Regions from separate parts of the Mus musculus genome. Here region 2 is linked to region 1. Evidence: chromatin contacts called from public Micro-C data. All regions are on one chromosome and are shown on one strand. The core of a region is the stretch at or near the end of the contact, and the rest is flanking DNA. Distances in the headings are between cores, read along the strand shown. Region 1 holds the start of Myrip (myosin VIIA and Rab interacting protein). Region 2 holds the start of D830035M03Rik (RIKEN cDNA D830035M03 gene).

The links. Hi-C and Micro-C count contacts between places; a contact is called where the count stands out from the background.
Region 2: a contact with region 1 is called in a Micro-C map of embryonic stem cells, with 2.4 times the contacts expected there. The contact joins the promoter of D830035M03Rik here to the promoter of Myrip in region 1. A contact is called at or near these places in 6 of 39 promoter capture datasets (cranial neural crest, embryonic stem cells, hippocampal neurons and 2 more), 21 of 484 Hi-C or Micro-C datasets (cerebral cortex, cortical neurons, differentiating embryonic stem cells and 2 more), 3 of 115 datasets of contacts at active chromatin or transcription factors (embryonic stem cells and stem cell-derived neural progenitor cells) and 3 of 9 other capture datasets (embryonic stem cells, liver and pancreatic islet).

Annotation. Positions count from the first base shown.
Region 1 is chr9:120,302,280-120,305,506 of GRCm38.p6, forward strand. It overlaps Myrip (myosin VIIA and Rab interacting protein), which reads left to right and starts at 1,794. Exons shown (of 17, transcript NM_144557.5): 1 at 1,794-1,921.
Region 2 is chr9:120,491,029-120,494,171 of GRCm38.p6, forward strand. D830035M03Rik (RIKEN cDNA D830035M03 gene) reads right to left here and starts at 1,553. Exons shown (of 2, transcript NR_166642.1): 1 at 1,078-1,553; 2 at 1-102. Eif1b (eukaryotic translation initiation factor 1B) reads left to right here and starts at 1,578. Exons shown (of 4, transcript NM_026892.3): 1 at 1,578-1,813; 2 at 3,079-3,143. The coding sequence starts at 1,783.

The sequences.
Region 1 (3,227 bases), core at 544-3,043:
CTGGAATTGGAGTTACAGATAGTTGTGATCTGACATGTGGGTGCTGGGACTCAAACTCTGGTCCTCTGAAAGAGCAGACCGTGCTATTAACTCATGAGCCATCTCTCCAGCCCAGGGCAGGGGGATTTTGTTGGGTGATGTAACATGCACTCTGGGAAACAGAAGACTGAACTCAGTCCTGGAATCTTGTAATTCCAGCCTAGGGGATGGTGCCGCCCACAGCTGACGGGTCTCCCCATAATCAAGATAATCCTGCGGTGGAATGCCCAGAGGACCACCTCGTAGGTGGTTCTAGTTTGTCTCAAGTTGACAGTTGCAATTGATCATCACAATCATAACACATAGCTTTCCCCCAGAGAGAGCACACTTTGGTTGTGCTCAGTGGCAGGAGCTGAGACACTGGCAGACAAAGGTAGGAGGGAGTCTTGTGAACGGTTGAATGTTGGACTGTGTGGATACTAACCGGGCCTACATAAACAGATTTAGAACGGAAAATAAGTAAAATGTACACAAAATAAGCTTTCTTTCATTTTAGCAGTTTAAAAATCCCTCAAGGGAGGAAACCGTTTCTTTAGAGAAACCAATTTAATGCCTTACACGTTCTTAATTTTCCTCCCTCGTTGCTCCGCAAAGGCGCTTCCCCCCCCCCCCATCTACCTTGCATGCATTTACATAGGACACGACCTCAGCTCATTGACCTATGAGATTTAGAACTGAGATTTAGATTTTGAAATCACCGCCGTAGCGCTATAGAAGCTTTATTCTGACGGAGTCGCTGCTGCCAGGCAGTTGACACTGACAGGTGTTCCCCAGTCGACGCTGCTGAGGCTTAAGTAGTTGGTCTCAATATCCGGGGCCCTGGGCTTGCTGGATGAGCAAGTGCGGCCCTAGATTGCAGGACAATCTCAACTCCTTGTCATCCTTTGGGGACCATGGACTGCAAGCACGCGCCCCAGAGCACTCCTCACTGGCAGTATTCCAGGACTCACTATCCCAGAGGTGCAGCGGTTATGGGGGCGCACACAGGATTAGAACCCCCTGAGCCAAGTGCGAGGTAGTCAGTGTGTGTTGAATGAGCGAGCGTGGCTAGCTCAGTAAATTCCCTGGAGAAGAACGTAATCCAGACCGGAATCACAACGGTGCCTTAAAAATACCTTGGGGTGGGGGGCAGTGAAGTGAAAGATGTTGATGCAGGCGGGCCACGAGTCTTTGGTGAGGCTGGAGCCAGCAGGTCGCGCTGTTCCTAGGACTAAGAAGGCCCAGGTTGCGGTGACCCATCCTTCAAGCGGGCGGGTCTCCAAGGATGCAGAGCCTGACTTCAATACTAGGGATGACCTGAAGCTAGGGCTGGTTGAGTAGGGGTGCTCACGATCGCGACCCCCGCACCGCACTGCGCCGCAGCCCGCAACGACCCGGGTGCGCGCAGCCCCAGCCCCGCCTCTTCCCTATGCGCCCCGCCCCTCCCGGCGCGTGCCACCCGCGCACCCGGGGAGCTCGCGAGGAACCCGCGGGGTAGGCGGCCGGTGTCCCGGCGCAGGCGCGCTGGTGTCGCCGCCGCTCCCGCCAGCCGCCCCGCACGCGCCCCCGCCCCGCCTCCGCACGCGCCGCCGCCCCGGGCGCCTGTGATTGGCGGTCAGCGGGGCCCGCAGGTGGCGGCGGCCGCAGTGGCTTGGGCTGGCGCTGGCTGGGAGCCTGGAGCGGGCGCCTCCCTCGCGCCGCGCGCCCTCGTCCTGCCCGCGCTGCCCGGCTCCCGCTGTGACTGCGGCCCCAGCTCGGGCGCACCGGCGATCTGCAGCCTCGGGATCGCGCGCTGGACGCAGGCTGCGGCAGGTGACCCGGGGCCATCCGAGGCGCGGTGGCTGTGAGCCTGGCCGCCATCCATGAGCTCCGCCGCGGACCCACTCCAGGCCGGCCACCCCGGGTGAGTCCTCCAGCTCTCCCCTCCGCGCCCGCAGCTCGATGCCATGCTTCCCTGCCACGTTGCCGCAACTTTTGGGGTGGGTGTCTGAAGATGTCGCGCGCGCGGTCCCCCGCACCTGGTGCGCGTCTGGGGCCAGGGCTGCGGGACATGGCCAGCCTGCCTGTGCGGAGGGGACGGTGGGGTCTTGGACTTAGCCTCGACAGAGTCAGATCCGCCTCTTTCCGTGGCTACGGGGGCGGGAGCTGACCCCTGCGTTTCCCCGATGGCCACGTAGCGCTCGGGATGCGGTGCGCCGCGCACCTTGCTAAGGGATCCGCGCACCGGCGGGCGCCTCAAACCACCCGGTGCGCACCCGGCAGCTGGCCAGCATGGACCACGTGACTCTTTTAGACTCTTAATGTTTGTAAAATGGGGCTAATTAGGTACTCGCCGAAGGTCATGGCCAGGGCACAGCGTTAACCCCCAAGGCAGACTGCGTCTGGGCTCAGCCCCGGGTTGCCTGAGGAGGAGAGGTGCGCTGGTGAGGCAGGCACTGGGCGAGGTGTTCCTTCGTCCTGCTCTCTTTCTCGGTTCCTCCTATCTTCAAAGACAGGAGACTTGTTGAGGTTTCGAGCTCATCCGCAGGGTCTCAATAGCGGTTTCGGGGGGTGGGGGGGTGGTTAACGTCTGGCTGTCTTCCGTGTGAGCGTGCTGTGGAGCATTTGTGTGGTGGGAACGCTCACAGTTGCCGCATCCGAGGTTCCATCCTCTTCTAGTCACTCAATTGACTGATGTTTCTGCAGAGTGTGGAGTCGAGGACTCTGCTAAGCGCCAGGGCTTACATAGACTGTGTTTGGCTTCTGGTCTCCCAAATAAACCTTGTCCTCAGGACGTGTGTCCCAGCCACTCTTCCAAGACACACCAAAGGGAGGGAGCTGACACACCGAAAAGCAGCTTTCTCTGAAGATCTCTCCCATCCGCTAAAATTCCTTGAAAATGGACTACATTTCTATCCGCCCCACCCCTTACCTATAATATACATTTTGTTTATTATCTTGAGACTTTCCCAGGGACGGGAGAGAGATTGTTCCTCCTGCCCTGCCATTTCCCTGTTCCCACATGTCCTTCTCACCCTCTGACCTCCAGCTGCAGTTTTGATACTCAGTGATGACACTGTTACACATAGTCCTGGGATAATTGACAGGCGTTTTTTTTTTTATTTCTTTCTTTCTTTCTCTCCCCCCCACCTCCCCGCTCCTGGGGCTCCCGGGGTACGGTGTGAAAAAGCGCTGGGGTTGTGGTACCAGGTAGAGGGAAGATGTTGTAA
Region 2 (3,143 bases), core at 303-2,802, 190 kb after region 1:
TTCAGGGAAACTTCAAGGTTTTTCTGTTTTAGTTTTCTTCTCTGGCTCACTCATCCTAGGCTCCATCTGAGAAACCACGTAATACCCAGTGGTAAGGTATATCTAGTAAGAAAAGGGGGGAAACATACCATGTAGTAGAGTGGTAATTTATACCGTATGTTTTGTGTAGTCTGTGCTTCTTATACTACTTTGTAGACTTCTTTAAGTTACTTAGAAAATAGTGTTAATATTTCAGGCAGAAAATTTATATAATTTATTAAAAACTTCTCAAGGACTGGTGAGGTGGCTCAGGCTTGCTGATGGCCTGACAACCTGAGTTCCTGCTCCAGGACCTACATGAAGGTGGAAGATGCTCAAGACTATTAATTCAAATATTCGTAAGCTAGAGTTTTTCAAACCATGGTATAAGAATAAAACTGAGTAAGTAGTGTGCCTGAAACCTGACTGGTGGATGTAGGGGCATACAAGTGTATTCATTTTTACAACCCTAAAGCAACAGGCCATGCATAGAAACATTAGGAGCGGCCACTTTGTACAATAGAAGTCACTGAAACATGAGCACTACACTCCAGATATTCATTTCCTTTTTTAAACTACAGTAATGGACTTCGAGAGACTTCCCAGGAGTTGCTGCTCTTACACAAGACCTGGGTTCTGTTCCCATGGTCTCATAACCAGCTGTTATTCCAGTTCCAGGGGATATGACACCCTCTTCTGGCCTCTATGGTACATACACCCAACCACATAAAAATAAAATCTTTTTAAAAAGGAAATTGTAGTAGCGATTGGACCTACTGCTACATCTTGTTGAATGGATTGCTAGACAGAAACATAGTATGTATGCTATCTATGGCTTCTAATGTCTTGCATCAGGCCTCCAATACTATTTCAACACGAAGGCAACAGGTTTGACCTACAAAAAGGTTAAGAATTCCAAATTTTTAGTCTACTGCTTTGGTCTAGAAAGCCAACCACCTGCATAGGTGGTTTACATAGGTTAAGACGGTTCTCCACTGTCCACTGATGGTTGTGCACGGTTACTCTTTACAGTTACTTCATCTGCTCGCTCACACTCACCTAGCAACCACCAGACACCCATCCTGCACGGGACTTGCATCCGACCTTAGGAGGCTCCGCAGAGGAGAGCTCGGGCGGGATGGTAGCGCGTTCTCTCCACGCACACCTGACTCTGCTAGAGGCTAGGTCGTGACACCTGAGACAAACAGGTTAAGCTTAGTAGAGACTGCAGCATCGGAATCCCGGGGCTTGGAGGAAGGGAGAATTCCCAGGTGGCACCCACAAGGGTTCTGCAAGGAACTCAGGGGTCTCGGGAACCCTGGGGGCTGGGGAGGGCGGCGGAGGCGCAGAGCGCGGTCCCCGCTGGTTGCAAGTCCAGACCCCCGGGGGCACGTTTCTCGCCGTTGCACCCGGAAGCGCCTCCGCCCGGCGCCTCGGGCGGGACGGACCGCGGCTGCCCGCAGTGGGCTCCCGCCCGCTCCTCGCTGGCCCCCGGCTCGGCGCTCCGGGGCGGACGCGCGGTGCGTGCGGACGGTCACGTGGCGGCGGCGCGCGGGGCTAAATACGCGGCGCCGGCCATTTTGTGCGAGAAGCCGCAGCGCCGCCTCCCTGCTCGCGCCCCACCGCCGCCTCCGCGTCTTCCTGCGCCCCGGGCTTCCGCCGCTTCATTGATTTCCGTTTCTCGCCGCTGCAGCCTCCTGACACGGTGATCCGGGCGGGCCCCGCGGGAATTCTATCCTCTCACCGGCCTCACACTAGTGTCGCATGTCCACTATCCAGAACCTCCAATCTTTCGGTAAGGGCCAGTGGCCGGCCGCCGCCCGCGTCCCTCTGGGCTTTGTCTCGGCGCCCAGAAGATGGCGACGGGGGGCTCCCCGCGACCCTAGCCCGGGGGATGCCCCTCTCCGGGCCTCGGACACGGCCTTAAGTGGGCCTGCGACTCCGTAGAGGCGAGGGCCCGACCGGCAGGCGCTTGGGGAACTTGACACTGGCAGGAAGACAAGGGTCTCGGGGACTCACAGGACGGTCGGGGGACACGCCAGGGCTGCAGGGGGACCCGCCAGAGGCTGGGGGGACTGACAGAAAGGCCGGGGGCTTCAGAGACCCGTAAGGGAGCTACAGTACTTGCCAGGGCTGCAGAGACTAGGACTAGGGGCTTGCAGGGAACCTGACAGTGACAAGACGCTGGGAGTCTCTGGTGTTATCTCTCTTGTGGCCTCGGGGCTGGCCAGGGCTTTGCAAGGAGACTGGAGGGGTGGGGCCCAGAAGCTGGAGAACCTGACAGCTTTAGGGTGACTGCGAGACCTGTGACTCTCAGACGACTCACAAGTGTGTGTGTGTGTGTGTGTGTGTGTGTGTGTGTGTGTGTGTGTGTTGGGGCATGGGGGGCGGGGGGTGGCCTTGCTCAGTCCTTGCTGGGAGGGAAGGGAAGTTAAGGGCTTAGAGGATCTGCGACTCAGTCGGCCAGGACTGGAGGGGGGGGGGGTGCCAGAGAGACCTGTCACTGACCGGAGCTGGGGTGGGGCTGGACCCAGCTGGTTTTAAGCAGCCCCCAGAGGCGTCTGTTTGAAACACTTAGGAGAGAGGCCTCTGATTTGACTTGGAAGTGGCCCTGTTGTCTCTGCTTGCAATCATTTTGTAAATTACACCTCGTGAGGTTGCATGTATATGTTTATATGTGTTTTATAAGGCTCAGTTACTATGTTAACTAATTGGGGTGGGTGTTTTTGAATGTTGTAGTCGAAAAATAGTGGCGGTGACGCATGTTCTTGTGGCGGCTGTATGAAGGCTGTATGAAATTAGGGTTTCGTAAATGTTTTCTGTCTCATTTGCTGGTGGCTTCCACAGTGGTGGTCTCTACTTTTAAGCTCAGATATCGGCATACAGAGCCTGCTTAGGTTTTTCTCCTTTGAAAAACTTATTATCAGTGAGCCCCACCCTCGCCTGCAGAAATGGAGCAGGAGTGCTGGAGGCCTCACCGAGGTCTGTCTGGATATGGAGTGGAGCACGCTTCTACATACTACTTTGTAATTTGTTTTCTACTTTTCTGCTCCTCTACAGACCCCTTTGCTGATGCAACTAAGGGCGACGACTTACTCCCGGCAGGGACTGAGGACTACATTCAT